4 separate regions of the Sus scrofa genome follow, and regions 1, 3 and 4 are each linked to region 2. A link is a contact called in public Hi-C and promoter capture Hi-C data. All regions are on one chromosome and are shown on one strand. The core of a region is the stretch at or near the end of the contact, and the rest is flanking DNA. Distances in the headings are between cores, read along the strand shown. Region 1 holds the start of SYVN1 (E3 ubiquitin-protein ligase synoviolin). Region 2 holds the start of ATG2A (autophagy related 2A). Region 3 holds the start of SF1 (splicing factor 1). Region 4 holds the start of CDCA5 (sororin).

What was found. Promoter capture Hi-C pulls out the DNA fragments that hold promoters and counts their contacts. A called contact is a pair of places that touch in the nucleus more often than the background predicts.
Region 1: a promoter capture Hi-C map of liver shows a contact between it and region 2, with 2.9 times the contacts expected there. The contact joins the promoter of SYVN1 here to the promoter of ATG2A in region 2. A contact is called at or near these places in 1 of 5 promoter capture datasets (liver) and 1 of 2 datasets of contacts at active chromatin or transcription factors (alveolar macrophages).
Region 3: a Hi-C map of liver shows a contact between it and region 2, with 2.8 times the contacts expected there. The contact joins the promoter of SF1 here to the promoter of ATG2A in region 2. A contact is called at or near these places in 1 of 5 promoter capture datasets (liver), 1 of 47 Hi-C or Micro-C datasets (liver) and 2 of 2 datasets of contacts at active chromatin or transcription factors (alveolar macrophages and skeletal muscle).
Region 4: a promoter capture Hi-C map of liver shows a contact between it and region 2, with 5 times the contacts expected there. The contact joins the promoter of CDCA5 here to the promoter of ATG2A in region 2. A contact is called at or near these places in 3 of 5 promoter capture datasets (fetal liver and liver), 1 of 47 Hi-C or Micro-C datasets (liver) and 2 of 2 datasets of contacts at active chromatin or transcription factors (alveolar macrophages and skeletal muscle).

Annotation. Positions count from the first base shown.
Region 1 is chr2:7,057,685-7,060,858 of Sscrofa11.1, reverse strand. SYVN1 (E3 ubiquitin-protein ligase synoviolin) reads right to left here and starts at 1,415. Exons shown (of 16, transcript XM_003122541.4): 1 at 1,301-1,415; 2 at 316-464; 3 at 1-80. The coding sequence starts at 447. SPDYC (speedy protein C) reads left to right here and starts at 1,404. Exons shown (of 8, transcript XM_021082865.1): 1 at 1,404-2,005.
Region 2 is chr2:7,260,300-7,263,327 of Sscrofa11.1, reverse strand. ATG2A (autophagy related 2A) reads right to left here and starts at 1,297. Exons shown (of 43, transcript NM_001190278.1): 1 at 1,088-1,297. The coding sequence starts at 1,258.
Region 3 is chr2:7,389,523-7,392,579 of Sscrofa11.1, reverse strand. SF1 (splicing factor 1) reads right to left here and starts at 1,285. Exons shown (of 15, transcript XM_003122587.5): 1 at 942-1,285; 2 at 878-939; 3 at 713-875. The coding sequence starts at 1,125.
Region 4 is chr2:7,102,205-7,105,429 of Sscrofa11.1, reverse strand. It overlaps CDCA5 (sororin), which reads right to left and starts at 1,782. Exons shown (of 6, transcript XM_003122566.5): 1 at 1,609-1,782; 2 at 1,287-1,381; 3 at 1,140-1,205; 4 at 1,024-1,059. The coding sequence starts at 1,654. ZFPL1 (zinc finger protein-like 1) reads left to right here and starts at 1,849. Exons shown (of 8, transcript XM_021082868.1): 1 at 1,849-2,031; 2 at 2,345-2,454; 3 at 2,767-2,878. The coding sequence starts at 2,353.

The DNA.
Region 1 (3,174 bases), core at 166-2,665, 200 kb after region 2:
GCCCTCAGCTGTCCAAAGAACACCTTGCCCATCACCTTGCCCAAGAGGAAGACAAGGACGAAGGCCTGGATGTACAGGACCTAGGAGTGAGGAGGAGAGGCTATGGTTTGAGCCGGCTTTCTGCTCCGCGCTGCTTGGGGCTCACCATTCAGGAACCTCTCCACACCCCCCATCACTAATTTATTCAAAGCTCCCCCTGCCTGTGGGCTCCCTCGATTTTTCTCCTACTTACCTGAGCTCGAGCCCCACCCCTGGCTCAAGATGACTCCTCCTTCCCTCCCAGAGAGTTCCTCCCTCCTTGAGCCCTGAACTCACGGCCATGCTGGGGCTGGACTTGGTCAAGTACACCACAGTGGGGTAGAACTGGTGCTTGAGGTAGTAGGCGTGAGCCACCACGGCCCCGGTCAGCGCCAGGCTGGCCGCCATCATCACGGCGGTGCGGAACATTGCCCTGGCCTGGGGACCTGCGTGGGAGAGGAAAGGTAAGGTCACAGCTGTGTGATGCCACCCCGTGCAAACCTAGCCCAGCTCCTGAGACGCAGTGTTAACACACCGGGGAAAGAAAAGCCTCATTCCCCCATCATCGCATCGAGAAGAGCCCATGCTCCCCCATTCCACAAGTGGCAAGACTGAGCCTCAAAGGGGTTAAGCGACCACACTGACGCAAGGCCTGGAGCCCGGGTCAGTCTTGTTTCAAAGCTAGGACTCTTTCCACGCTGCCTGCCAAACCGCCGCCTCTAGGGAAGAATGAGGAAAGGCAGCAGCGTCGGAGGAGGGAACTGCTCCCACTGACCCTAAAGTGACGGTGATGGGGTGGGATGCAAACGCAGAAATCTCCAGAAGCGGGAATGGGCGGCCTGGACCGGGAGAGGCCAAGGCGCTGGGGGGCGCCGCCGGGTAGGCGACAGCGTCGGTGACAGCTCTGCCAGGGTGGGCAGCTCCAACGCGCGCCCGGCGGGAGCGGGCGGGGTACGTCAGCCTGGAACCCTGGCGCCCCCCAACCCCCTGGGGAAGTGTCAACTCGGGGCACCGGAGAAACGGCCGACCGCCAGGATGCAGGGGCGGGACGGAGAGGGACCCGGGTCGACCCCGCGGCCGCGCACCTGTAAGCGCCAGGAGCTGCGAGTGTCGCAGGCGGGGCCCAGCCTCTGCGAGCGCGGCCGCGCGGGCAACTATCTCCAGCTGACAGGCCGAAAGCTGGCGGCGGGGCTGAGGGGGCGCGCCGACCCCGGGGACCTCAAGGGGAAAGGTCCAGGCCCCTACTCCAACCACAACCCGGGTCCGACCCCCGCCCACTCACCAGGAGCCCAGCGCCGCGAGCCCGCTCAGTCCCCGCGACTGCGGAGGCGGCTCCGGTTAACAACACTCCCCACCCCCTGCGAGCCGGAACTTCGGGGGTGAGACACCTCACTTCCGGCGGGGCGGGGCGGGGCGGGGCGTGGACCGTACCAAGTGCCCCGGTCCCTTGTGCGCCCTGCTCATTCTCCCTGGTGCCAAGAGCAGTAGTCCCTCCACCCTTCTGGCGTTCGTGCCCACTGTTCGAGTGAAAGATGCGAGAGGTGGTCTGAGCGGAATTAAGGCAACTTGGAGAGGATTAGAGTCTCCCTATTAGTCACAGATGGTATCGTCTTGGCCGCTGAGTGGACTCAACCTAGCGGCGGACTCCGGCTCTCAAAGCGGCTGGAAGGCGGCCCCCCCACTCCTCCGCGCGTTGTGCGGGCCGTACCATTTGGAGGGGGGAGTATGCAAGGGACAGACATACAGGCCTAAGAGAAATAAGATGTCTTAGATACTCATTCCAGGGGGAGTCACAACAAATTGATAAATTAGATGCTTTCTAAGAGAAATGGGTTCAGGAAAAACGACTTGTATCCTCCTTGATCTCCCCCAGTTGTGTGGGAGTGAGTTGGGTCTCCGTGGCTGCTATAGATTGGTCGAAATGGAGTTACGCGGACCAGTAAGAAGAAGAAAGGAAATCGGTTAACCTATGGGAAGAGAAAAGCAGGTGAGCGGTTGCTAGGGGCGGAAGGTAGCGTTGCCTGGGGTTAGATCTTACTCCTGGGAACAGAGAGTAGCGAAGGCGCAGTCGGTGGGCAGGGGTTCAGGGTCTGCCAGACGGAGACAGTTGCTGCACCACGAAAGGGAGAGGTTCCTGGGACCGAGGCGAAAACATCTTTAATTCTGGCTAATCTTGGGATGGGAATGTTCTTTGCAAAGGGATTGACTTCCATGCGGCGTGCTTTGCGATCCTTTCAATCCTGGCCGGTAGCCACAGCTTCCCCAGACTTGGGCTGTGCTCATAGTCTGTGTCTTCTTCAGCCAACCCAGTCGGCTCGTTGACAGAATGGAGCTAATGCACCGCCCACTTTGTGCCTGGAGTTTTCCTCCGTCGTCTCATTTAATCATCAATCATAAGTTTATGAACTAGGTGGTGCTGTCCTCATTTTATACGTGAGACAACGGAGGTTCAGACATTTAAGAAGTACCAGGATTGGCAACGGGTCTGTCTGATTCTAAATTCCCTAACTGGGAGTTGCCGCAGTGGCTCAGGGGAAACGAATCTGACTAGTATCCAGGAGGACGGAGGTTGGATCCCTGACCTCGATCAGTGGGTTAAAGATCATCTGGCGTTGCCCGTGAGCTGGGGTGTAGGTCACAGACGCCGCTGTGGCGCAGGCGCAGGCCGGCAGCTACAGCGCCAACTGGACCCCTAGCCTGGGAACCTCCATATGCTGAAGAAGCAGCCTTAAAAAAAAAAAAAAAAGAAAAAATCCAGAGCTGTTGGATTCTGCTGCTACTATCACCTGTTGACCTGAACTGGCCTGACCAGTTTAGCTTGTAACCTGCCACTGAGTTTGGCTACCCCGTATAGCCATCTGTGACTTTCTAGTGACTACATCTAGGGGCCAACGTTCAGTTTTTGCCTGTCTCAACCTCTCTCTCCCTCTTAAAAGTCTTCTCCCTGAGCTTCTGTTCCCTCCAGCATGCTTCTGCTTTCCCTTCCTTTTATTGAAATGTTGTCCACACTGGCCCCTTCTGTCTCTCTTCTCTTCGTGGTCCTCTCTGGTCTTGTGGTTTCACGCGCGCGCGCACACACACACACACACACACACATCCTGGTTGCTGCTGATTCCCATGTCGGGTCTTTGGCTGGGATCTTGCCTACTTTTAAAC
Region 2 (3,028 bases), core at 48-2,547:
CCAGAGGGCAGGGTGGGTGGGAACACAGAAAGAGGCTGAGGTCAGAGGTCAGAAAAGGTCTCCTGCACCGGGATTCACAGGCAAGAAGTGCCACCAACTCCGGGCTCAGGAGTCTCTGCTCAGGAAGGCCGGCTTCTCCTGCCCAGACTGTATTAAGGCTGAGCACCCTGTCTGCTCCCCCAGAAGACTGAGAAGCCCCTGATTCCATGCCCACCCCTGTTACTTTGGACTGGGGGGCTGACCCAGTGCCAGACCCGGTCTGGTGCCTCTAAGCAACTTTGCAACTTCCCAGGTCAGCTGAACGGTGAGTCACAGCCCCCAGGCTCAGGCCTGACCCAGACTTTACTCCTCTCTGCTTCCCCAAAGTCGCTCTTCTCTGCCTGAGGCCAGGCCTCTCCACCTTTCTCCGAGGGCTTTCCTCTAGGTGGGGATGCCGGATGCCCAAGCCCCTCCCCAAACACCAACTTGGTCCATCCCACTCTCTCCAAAGCAGGAAGTAAGGCAGCGAGGCAGCCACACAAAGTGTTGATCAACACTGGTGCTGACGCGGTTGTTGACATACATATCCCGCGGTGAACCCCACCCCCTGGGCCCAGGGTCGTGGGGTTAGGAGGTCAGGGCACCTTTCCCACAGGTGCCCTCAGCAGGGTCCTGGACCTCTTCCAGACTCCCCTAACCAGCGATATGCCCAAACTCTGTCACTTCCCTGGCCTGGTCCCAACAGAGGCCCCCTGGTTTCTCTGATCCCTCCCCTCCCTTTCCTAAGCCCCATTGGCACCAAGTGCTCAACTCGGGCCTCAAACATGATATGCTTATTCTGTCACTTATCTCCAGATGAGTGACATCCCAATCCTCAGTCTCAGTTTCCCCTCCTGTGAAGCAGAGGCAGGAACCCCCTTCCCGTACAGCTTCTGGCTCTAGAGGCGATCAGCTGGGGTCCCTGTGACCCCTGGAAGGGGCTGGACGCCCAAGGCCTTTCCACCCCGGTGCCTGGTCCCCTAGTCCGATTCTTTCGCAAGGAGCCTCAGGTCGCTGCGCCCCCTCCTCCCCGTTCGGACCCTTCCAGGGCTCCGGCCTGAATCCTCACCCAGATTTCCAGGTGTATATCCCTCAGGGCAACGCTGCCCTTGTATAGATCGAGGCTGAGCTGGTCCAGGCTGAGGTGCTCCTGGAAGAAGTGACCCAAGTAGTGGTGCAGCAAGTAGCGGCAGACCCGCTCTTTCACACAGTTTGACCATGGCCACAGCCATCGTGACATCTCGGAGAGCGCCGGGCCCGGGCCGCCTCCGCTTGCCGCCCGCCAGCGTTCCCCGTCCGGTTGCGCTGTTCACTAGAGCCCCCGGCTCACCCCGCCGCTTCTCTTAGCGCCAGGCCGCACCCCCGGACGCCTGACCACGCCCCCCACGCTTATTGCCATTGGCCACTGGGAAGGGCGAGGCCTCCTGATTGGCCGCGGGGGCGGAGCCTTGAGGCGCGAAAAAGGGACTGGGCTCGCGGTACGATATAGGGCTCCCAATCTTGATTTACGCTTGCGTATAAATTCTGTGTGGGAGGACCTTTAACCTCTCTCCTAAGGGCTCTGGGAAGGCTGTTGTGGCTTGAGGTACCAGCCCCGCAAAGGAATGCGCATGTGCCGACTCGTCCAACTAGTACTTGAGGTAGTTGGGAAGGATTTAAAGGGACAGTGTCCCATCCAACTTCGCTGTGCGCTTTCCAGAAGAATAGTCAGTGCGAGAGCCCCAGCTCGCATCTTTAGAAAGATTAAGTGAATAAACACTTGCATTTTATAAAACGCCTTACCTTCCTTTATCTCATTCAACCTTCACAACGATCTTCTAAGATAGAGATCATTGTCACTATTTTACGGAAAAGAAAAACTGATTTAAACAGAAAGCATCATGAAGGACGTCTTGTCTTCCACTCCTCACCTGAAATGCGGGACAGATTAACTGATCATCCCTTCTCCCTGTAGTTGGCCAGGCCTCTGGCCCCTCCCTGTAACAACAGCAACAACAACAACAATAATAATAACAACAATTTTTTACATCCCAAATCCTCAAACTCAATAGTGGAGTTCTCTTGTGCTGCATCAGGTTAAGGATCCAGTGTTGTCACTGTAATTGCTTGGGTCACTGCTGGGGTGCTGGTTCAATCCCTGGCCTGGGGAACTTTCACATTCTGCTGGAGCAGCCAAAAACAAAAAACAAAAAACACAAACAAACCCAAAACAAAACAAAAACCCAAGACACAAAGGATGGATTCCAACCCCCTTGAGCAGAGATTCATTGTTTGGTATCACCCTTGAGCTAAGAATGGTTTTTACATATTCCAAGAGTTGGAAAAAACCCAAATGGGTAAGATTTCATGATGTGAAAATCATATGAACTTCACTAGTGTGTCCACAAATAAAGTTTTAGTGTTACACAGCCGTGCTTGTTTGAATAAGTATTCTCTAGGGCTCCTTTCTTACCATAGCAGGGTTGAGTACTTGAGACAGAGGCCTACAAAGCCTAATAATTTATTTTCTGGTCCTTTACAGAAAAAGTTTGCCCAGCCCTGCTCCACAAGACCCTAACATCATGATGACTGAAGATGGAATTATAATTCCATTTTAGCTTTAGCAGGGAGATGGACTGCAGTCTAAAGCCAAAATTCAGCCTGAAGCGAGGGCAGCCCCTCTGGCCTGAGGGGCAGGGATCAAGATTCCAGTGCCAGCTCTGTGTGGCTTCAAGCAAGTCCTATTTAAGCTGCTCCTATTGTGAGCCTGTTTTATCACTCTTAACCTGGGGTTGGGCTCATAGGCGGGACAGCTCCTTACCTGGGAGAGACTGAGGAACAGCCTCAGAGAACTGCAGGAAACGCTAAGACCCCCCCTGTCCTAGGAGCCTGGCTAATAGGATGGCTGCTCAGAAAATGATTGTGAAATGAATCAAGAGATCTGCCTGACCCCTGTGACAGGCCAGGGGCAGAGTTGGGTTCACTGAGTATTTATTAATTAGGAGAAATAAGAGACATCATGAATGGAGCC
Region 3 (3,057 bases), core at 36-2,535, 130 kb before region 2:
ACCCTAGTCCACAGGCAGAACTCCCTAGCACTTGGTTCACAAAAGTGTTCCACTTCTCAGGAGCTAGGCCTAAGGGGAAGCCTCAAGAGAGGAAGGCGGGTCAGACTTCTTTTAAGGTACATAAAGGAAGATAAGAAGGAGAATTTCCTTCCCCAAAATGAACCCCCCCACACACACCAAAAAACCGGACCCAACCATCCCCTAAAGACTTTCAATCTCTTTCATTCTCTGCAATGAAAACGCTGCCTTACTGTAGAAACAGAGGAGCTACTCTCTGTACTTTCCTCCCTTTACGACTCTTCTACAACCAGAAAAGGATGTTCCACGTCATCAGTTGACCCTTCCAAGCCCTCCAGACATGCACACCCAGCACCCCATCCACCCACTCGACCCCTCCACACCACTCCCCTACACTAGGAGTGGAGAACAAGAGAGCTCCCGCCAGATTTTAGTGGGGGCCTTAAGGCCCGGCCGCCACACTGCGCCTGCGCGCAACAAACCTCCTCCCGCCGTGCCCCCACCCCTTCCCCTACCGCGCGTGCGCACTCGAGGCCCGAGAACCAGGCCGCGCGCCCCGTGGCGCCTCCGCCCGGGCCTCCCCGTGCGCGCGCGCGCCCCTGCCGCGTGCAGCCGCCGTCGCCACCGCCGCGCGCCCCTCAGCCGGCCGGGCCCATCCGCGCGGCGCCTCTCGCGCTCTCTCGGCCCGACTCACCTCCTCCGCCGCCGGCCGGGCCCGGCTGCTGGTCCTGACGCGGCGGCTGGGGTGGCGGCGGCGGCGGCTGCGGTGGCGACACGCGCTGGTAGAGCGGCGGCGGAGGGGGCGGCTGCGGCGGTGGGTACGAGGAGCCCGGGGAGGGCGGCGGCGGCGGCGGCTGCTGGGGAGGCGGGGGGGCGGCGGCGGCGGCGGCGGCGGTGGCGGAGGCAGCGCCGCGAAGGGAAGGCCGCGGTCAGGGCCCCCACCGAGCCCACAGGCGGGGGCGGCGGCGGCCCGGGCACCAGCAGCCCCGCCCCAGGCCCGGGGGCAGGCGGTGGCCCCGGCTCGAAGCCCCCTTTGGGGCCGGGGATGGGGGGAAGGCCGGGGGGGCCGAGCTTACCCAGCGGCGTGGCGTTCGCTCCAGTCGCCATGGCGCCCCCGGGGACCGGCACCGGCGGCTCCTTTTCGGCGGCGACGGCTTCTCCTTCGTGACTCTTCCGAGGGGAGGGAACCTGACTGCGTTCCGCGGAGCGCGCGGATCCCGTCCTCTCACGCGGCGGGCGGGCGGCGGCGGCGGCGGCGGCGCGAGACGCACAAAGAGGGAGGAGAGAGGGCGCCGCGGGGGCGGGCCGGGGGCGACGGGGCCGGAGCCTGGATTGGCCCGGGCCGAGGCAAGGGGTCGAAATCTGCGGCCTCCGATTGGTGGAGCCTTAGCCCTTCTCGATGTGCGTTGGGATTGGCCGGACCGTTAGGCCTGGCGAGGAAATGGCGGCCGAGCCTGGCGAGCTGGGAGGTGTCGCAGCGCGCACTTCATTTGTTACTGCGCGGACTGAGCTCGGAGTCCAGAAAGGAGGGGATCGGGTGGGGCAAATTCTATGACGTGTGGGGCCAACAGCTCTATCATTGGCTGGAATTGATGGAGTCAATCAATCACGATTGCGTCGTAGTGTCATGGGATTGGCTGTCGCTGTTTCGATTCTTTCTCTACTCCCCTCCCACGGGGAGTAGTCTCGCCGGGTTTAAGCGAGAGGTCGCGCCGGAAAAGCCCAGGCCGAATGAGATTTAAGGTCGGGGAGGAGTGGAGCAAGAGCGCGCATGCGTAGATGGTCAGAGCCGCCTTTCAGGCCCTGGCTTCCCTGTCGATCTTCGGTCCGGCGCGGAAGCCCTAGATGACGTCAATCCTCGATTCCCATGGTAACCCGGAACCGAGGGACGGGGGAGGGGCTGGCGCGCGCCCGTAAACTTGATCCGTTGACGACTCAGGTAAAAGGAGACTTCCTGTTTTCTTTGAAAAAAATTAAAAATGGGGAAAAAAGCTACAAAGTAGAGTCCTACTAAGGGATTAAAAATGGTATCTGAGCCGATGGAGGTACAGGTATCTTAGATAGAAAGCAATATGAAGTTGTCAATTCCGAAAATTGGTTTACAGATACAGTGCATTGGAATTAGAATTCCCAACGTGATTGGGGTTGATTAAATCATGTCATATCAAATAATAACTATGGAAATAGTGGGGAAACTTGTAAATGAGGTTGAGAGGAGCTTGCTTTTCCAGAGGATACGCATATAAAAGATACAATAATGAAACAATGTGGTATTGTTGTGGGAAAGGCAAATTAGTGAAACAGAGAAGTCTGGAAAAAGATTCTCCAACAAGGCAAAGACTTAGCTAGTAAATGGTATAAAAAGTTCTAAATCTCAATAGTAAAACAGACATAGAAATTATCAGGGTCGGAGTTTCCTTCCTGGCTCAGCGGTTAACGAACCCGACTAGGAACCATGAGGATGTGGGTTCGATCCCTGGCCTTGCTCAGTTGGTTAAGGATCTGGCCTCGCCATGAGCTGTAGTGTAGGTTGCAGACACGGCTCCGCTCCTGTGTTGTTGTGGCTGTGGTGTAGGCCGGCAGCTGTAGCTCTGATTCGACCCCTAGCCTGGGAACTTCCATAGGCTGCAGTGTGGCCCTAAAAAAAAAAAAAAAAGAAAGAAAGAAATTACTAGTCATCTATAGGTAGAGTCTTTATGAAGACTTATGAAGACGAGAAACTCACATGAAAGATGTGGAGTTTGCATTGTGGCTCAGAGGTTTAGAAAACTGACTAGTATCATGGATGTGAGTTAGATCCCTGGCCTTGCTAATTGGTTAGGGATTGGGCAATGCCCTGAGCTGTGGTGTACGGTCACAGATGTGGCTCAGATTCCCCCATTGCTGTGGAGATGCAGCTCGGATTTGACCACTAGCCTGGGAACTTCCATATGCCACAGGTGCAGCCTTAAAAAAAGCAAAAATAAATAAATGAATAAATAAATAAAAGGGATATTTGATTACTCAAGAAAGTAACCCAATGATCGAAGTCAACAGACT
Region 4 (3,225 bases), core at 533-3,032, 160 kb after region 2:
AGACTCTCTAAAGCTGCCCACAGAGCCAAGAAGGAAGCCCAACCAAGCTTAGGAAAGCTAGGCTTTCATGCCTCATCAAGATCCGCTCTGGCTTAGCACACTCCCTGCCAAGGTCGGCTGCAGACGCACCAAACAAGCTACCGCTCCCCGAACCTCGTGCTTTTCCTTGTGGACTCAGGATGTCTGCAAGCACAGCTTCCTTTGCCTGGGATGCCCCCAACCTGTTTTCATCGACTCTGTTTAAACGCTTCTGTGAAACATACCCCAAGCTGCCTGGTCTGGGTTAGGCACCTTCATAGCTCCTAGTCCTTTCTCTTTTGCAGTCTTCAGCACACTGTTCCCACTTATTTTTTTCTTTCTCCCCACTTGACTGTAAGCCTTGTGAGCTACTCAAAGACAGTTACCATTTCTCATTTATGATACCTTCAGGCACAGATCTTGTTACTGAAACTCCTTAACTATGATTTCTGCTAAAACAGTTAAGGACATTATACTATACTAAGGACAACAGACTAGAAAAAGTAATTAAAACAGTTCAACTCTTGGAGTTCCCGTCGTGGCGCAGCGGAAACAAATCCAACTAGGAACCATGAGGTTGCAGGTTCGGTCCCTGGCCTCGCTCAGTGGGTTAAGGATCTGGCGTTGCCGTGAGCTGTGGTGTAGGTCGCAGATGCGGCTCAGATACCGCATTGCTGTGGCTCTGGTGTAGGCCAGTGTCTACAGCTCCAACTAGATCCCTAGCCTGGGAACCTCCATATGCCGCAGGTGCAGCCCTAAAAAGACAAAAAAAAAAAAACCACAGCTCAACTTTTAAAGGAAAATGGTAGAGAATACCAGCGCAACAATAGCTAGACACCGCAAGTATGCAAGAAGTGAGCCAAACTGGCAACACATGCAGGTATCCAAAGGTAAATTATTTCAAAATACAACAAAAACAGCTCCCCAGGCAGATGTGAGCAGCCATTACGCCCCAGCTCGAGTGTCCTGGGTTGCCTTCAACTAAGAAAATGAAAACGAACTTACCCTGGGGCTTCTTCGAGGCGTGGGAACAGATGGAGTCTGTGGAGACAACATTAAGTGATCACACAGCCGGCCCCCTATTCTGGCTCCCCGTGCTCAAACCCTCTCTCAGCCCTCACCTCTACAGTATGGGCCACGATCTTCTTCAAGACGATGGGCTTTCGGACTGGAGCCGCCTGGGGTGCCTGGAGGAAGAGGGGTGAACATGAGCTCTGCATTCGTCCAGGGGCCTCCGGAGCAGGAGGACTGAGGAATCCCGGGCTCACCTTAGGCCGGATTTCTGGGAAGGTGCTTGGAAGATCAGAGCCTGATTTCCGCTGGGACCTCCTTAGAGACTGAGTAGGAGTTGGGGTCCTGGGCCCTGGAAAGAGAAAAATTTAGGAGGCGGGGGAGGACTCTAGACCTTAGAGTTTAGAGTCCTCAGGTTCTGGAGAGAGCGAGAGAGTCTCCCAAACAAGCCCTCTGTGGACACCTTCCTGGGCGGGGAACAAGCCTCCAAAGGCAGTGAGGGTGGCGGGAGGGCCTTCCTCACGGAACTGCGTCCCTCAAACGGCTCAGCCCCATCTCTCCCTCGCGCCCTCCGCTCACCGGAGCTCTGGGCGGCCCCTCCGGACCGCGTTCGCCTCTCGGACATGTCTAGCCTTGGGCTCGATCTTCGCCGCCGACGCCACGGCCGCACGCTCCCGCGCCAACCCGAAGCGCAAACGTTCGAATTGCCCGCCTCGCTCGGGAGGAAGCGGAAGTGACGTTGGGCGGGAGGACCGATAAGCCCTGGTTACACCGTTTGCACCCGCCTCCACGTCTAGCGTCTGCAGGGGCGGGGCCAGTGGCGCGCTGGCGTCATCAGCACGCGCCGCACCCGGAAGAGACGTGGCAGCGGAGGGATAATCGGAGCGTTCTGAGCTGGAGAAAGCTGAGCGAGAACTCGGCTGAGCGCAGTCTGACCTTCTGCGGCTCGGAGCGGAGCTCGCGCCTCTGGGGACCGGTGCAGCCCCGGATTGGTAACACAGAGTACGGTCTGTGGAGGAGGTGGGGGCGGGGCTTGAGGGGGTGGGGCTCAGGAGGGGCCCCTGGGGGCGGGGCCGGTGGTATCGGAGGGGTCTGGCCGCGGGTGGGATATGGGAGGAATGGGGGGGTCTCCGGAGGTGGGATTTATGCAGGGGGCGTGTCTCGGAGTGAAGAGGGACGGTGGGCAGGAATGTGGGGTTGGGGCGAATACAAGAGGTGTCGAAGGCGGTTAAGAGTGGAAACGAACTGAGTTGGTGAGTGCGTAGTGGCGGCCCCCAGAACCTGGTCCCCTGCCACTTCTGACCCCCTTCCTCAGGGTCGACTATGGGGCTTTGCAAGTGCCCCAAGAGGAAAGTGACCAACCTGTTCTGCTTCGAACACCGAGTCAACGTCTGCGAGCACTGTCTGGTAGCCAATCATGCCAAGGTGGGTGTTCAAGGGAGTGCCTGTGCAGGGCACAAGGTAGGCAGTTGGTATTGACTTCCTCCAAATCCATGAAGGTCTTGGCCCTAGAGTGGAAGCTCCACGAGGGCAAGAGCTTAATTGATTTTGTTCACTGTTACATCCCTAGTTCTTAAGACAGAGTCTGGCATACAGTATGTGTTCAATATGTGTCTTTCCATTGGTCAAATGAAAGGATGGGGCTCTTCTGTGATGAGAGAAAAAGAGGCATCTGGGCCTTGGGGAGATGGGCTGTGGAGCCCTTGCTCCAGTTGTGATCTCTTTCTCCCACTCCAGTGCATCGTCCAGTCCTATCTGCAGTGGCTCCAAGATAGCGACTACAACCCCAATTGCCGCCTGTGCAACGTACCCCTGGCCACCCGGGAGACGACCCGCCTCATCTGTTATGGTGAGGCCTGGGCAACTTGGGGGGATCAGGACAGGCCCAGCATGACTAGTTAACAGGCCCTCCCTAAGCAACAGCACAGTGAGACACTCAGGCCTGGGAGGCTGGAGCCCCAGATTCTGGTCCAGCTAGGTTACTTGCTTTGAGCTCAGGCAAGTCACTTTTCCCTTTCTGGGCTTTAGTGTCTGTCCCTAGAAATTAAAGCTCCTAATTTCTTCCCTGCCAATGTCGAGGGTTGAGTGAGAGCCAGCCAAACTTGTGGGTGTAGTTGTGGCTGCAAGCAGTAGCTAGCCGTACCAGAAGCGAGCTGAACGCATGGGGCTTTCAGACATTCGGGAGCCATTTCTGAG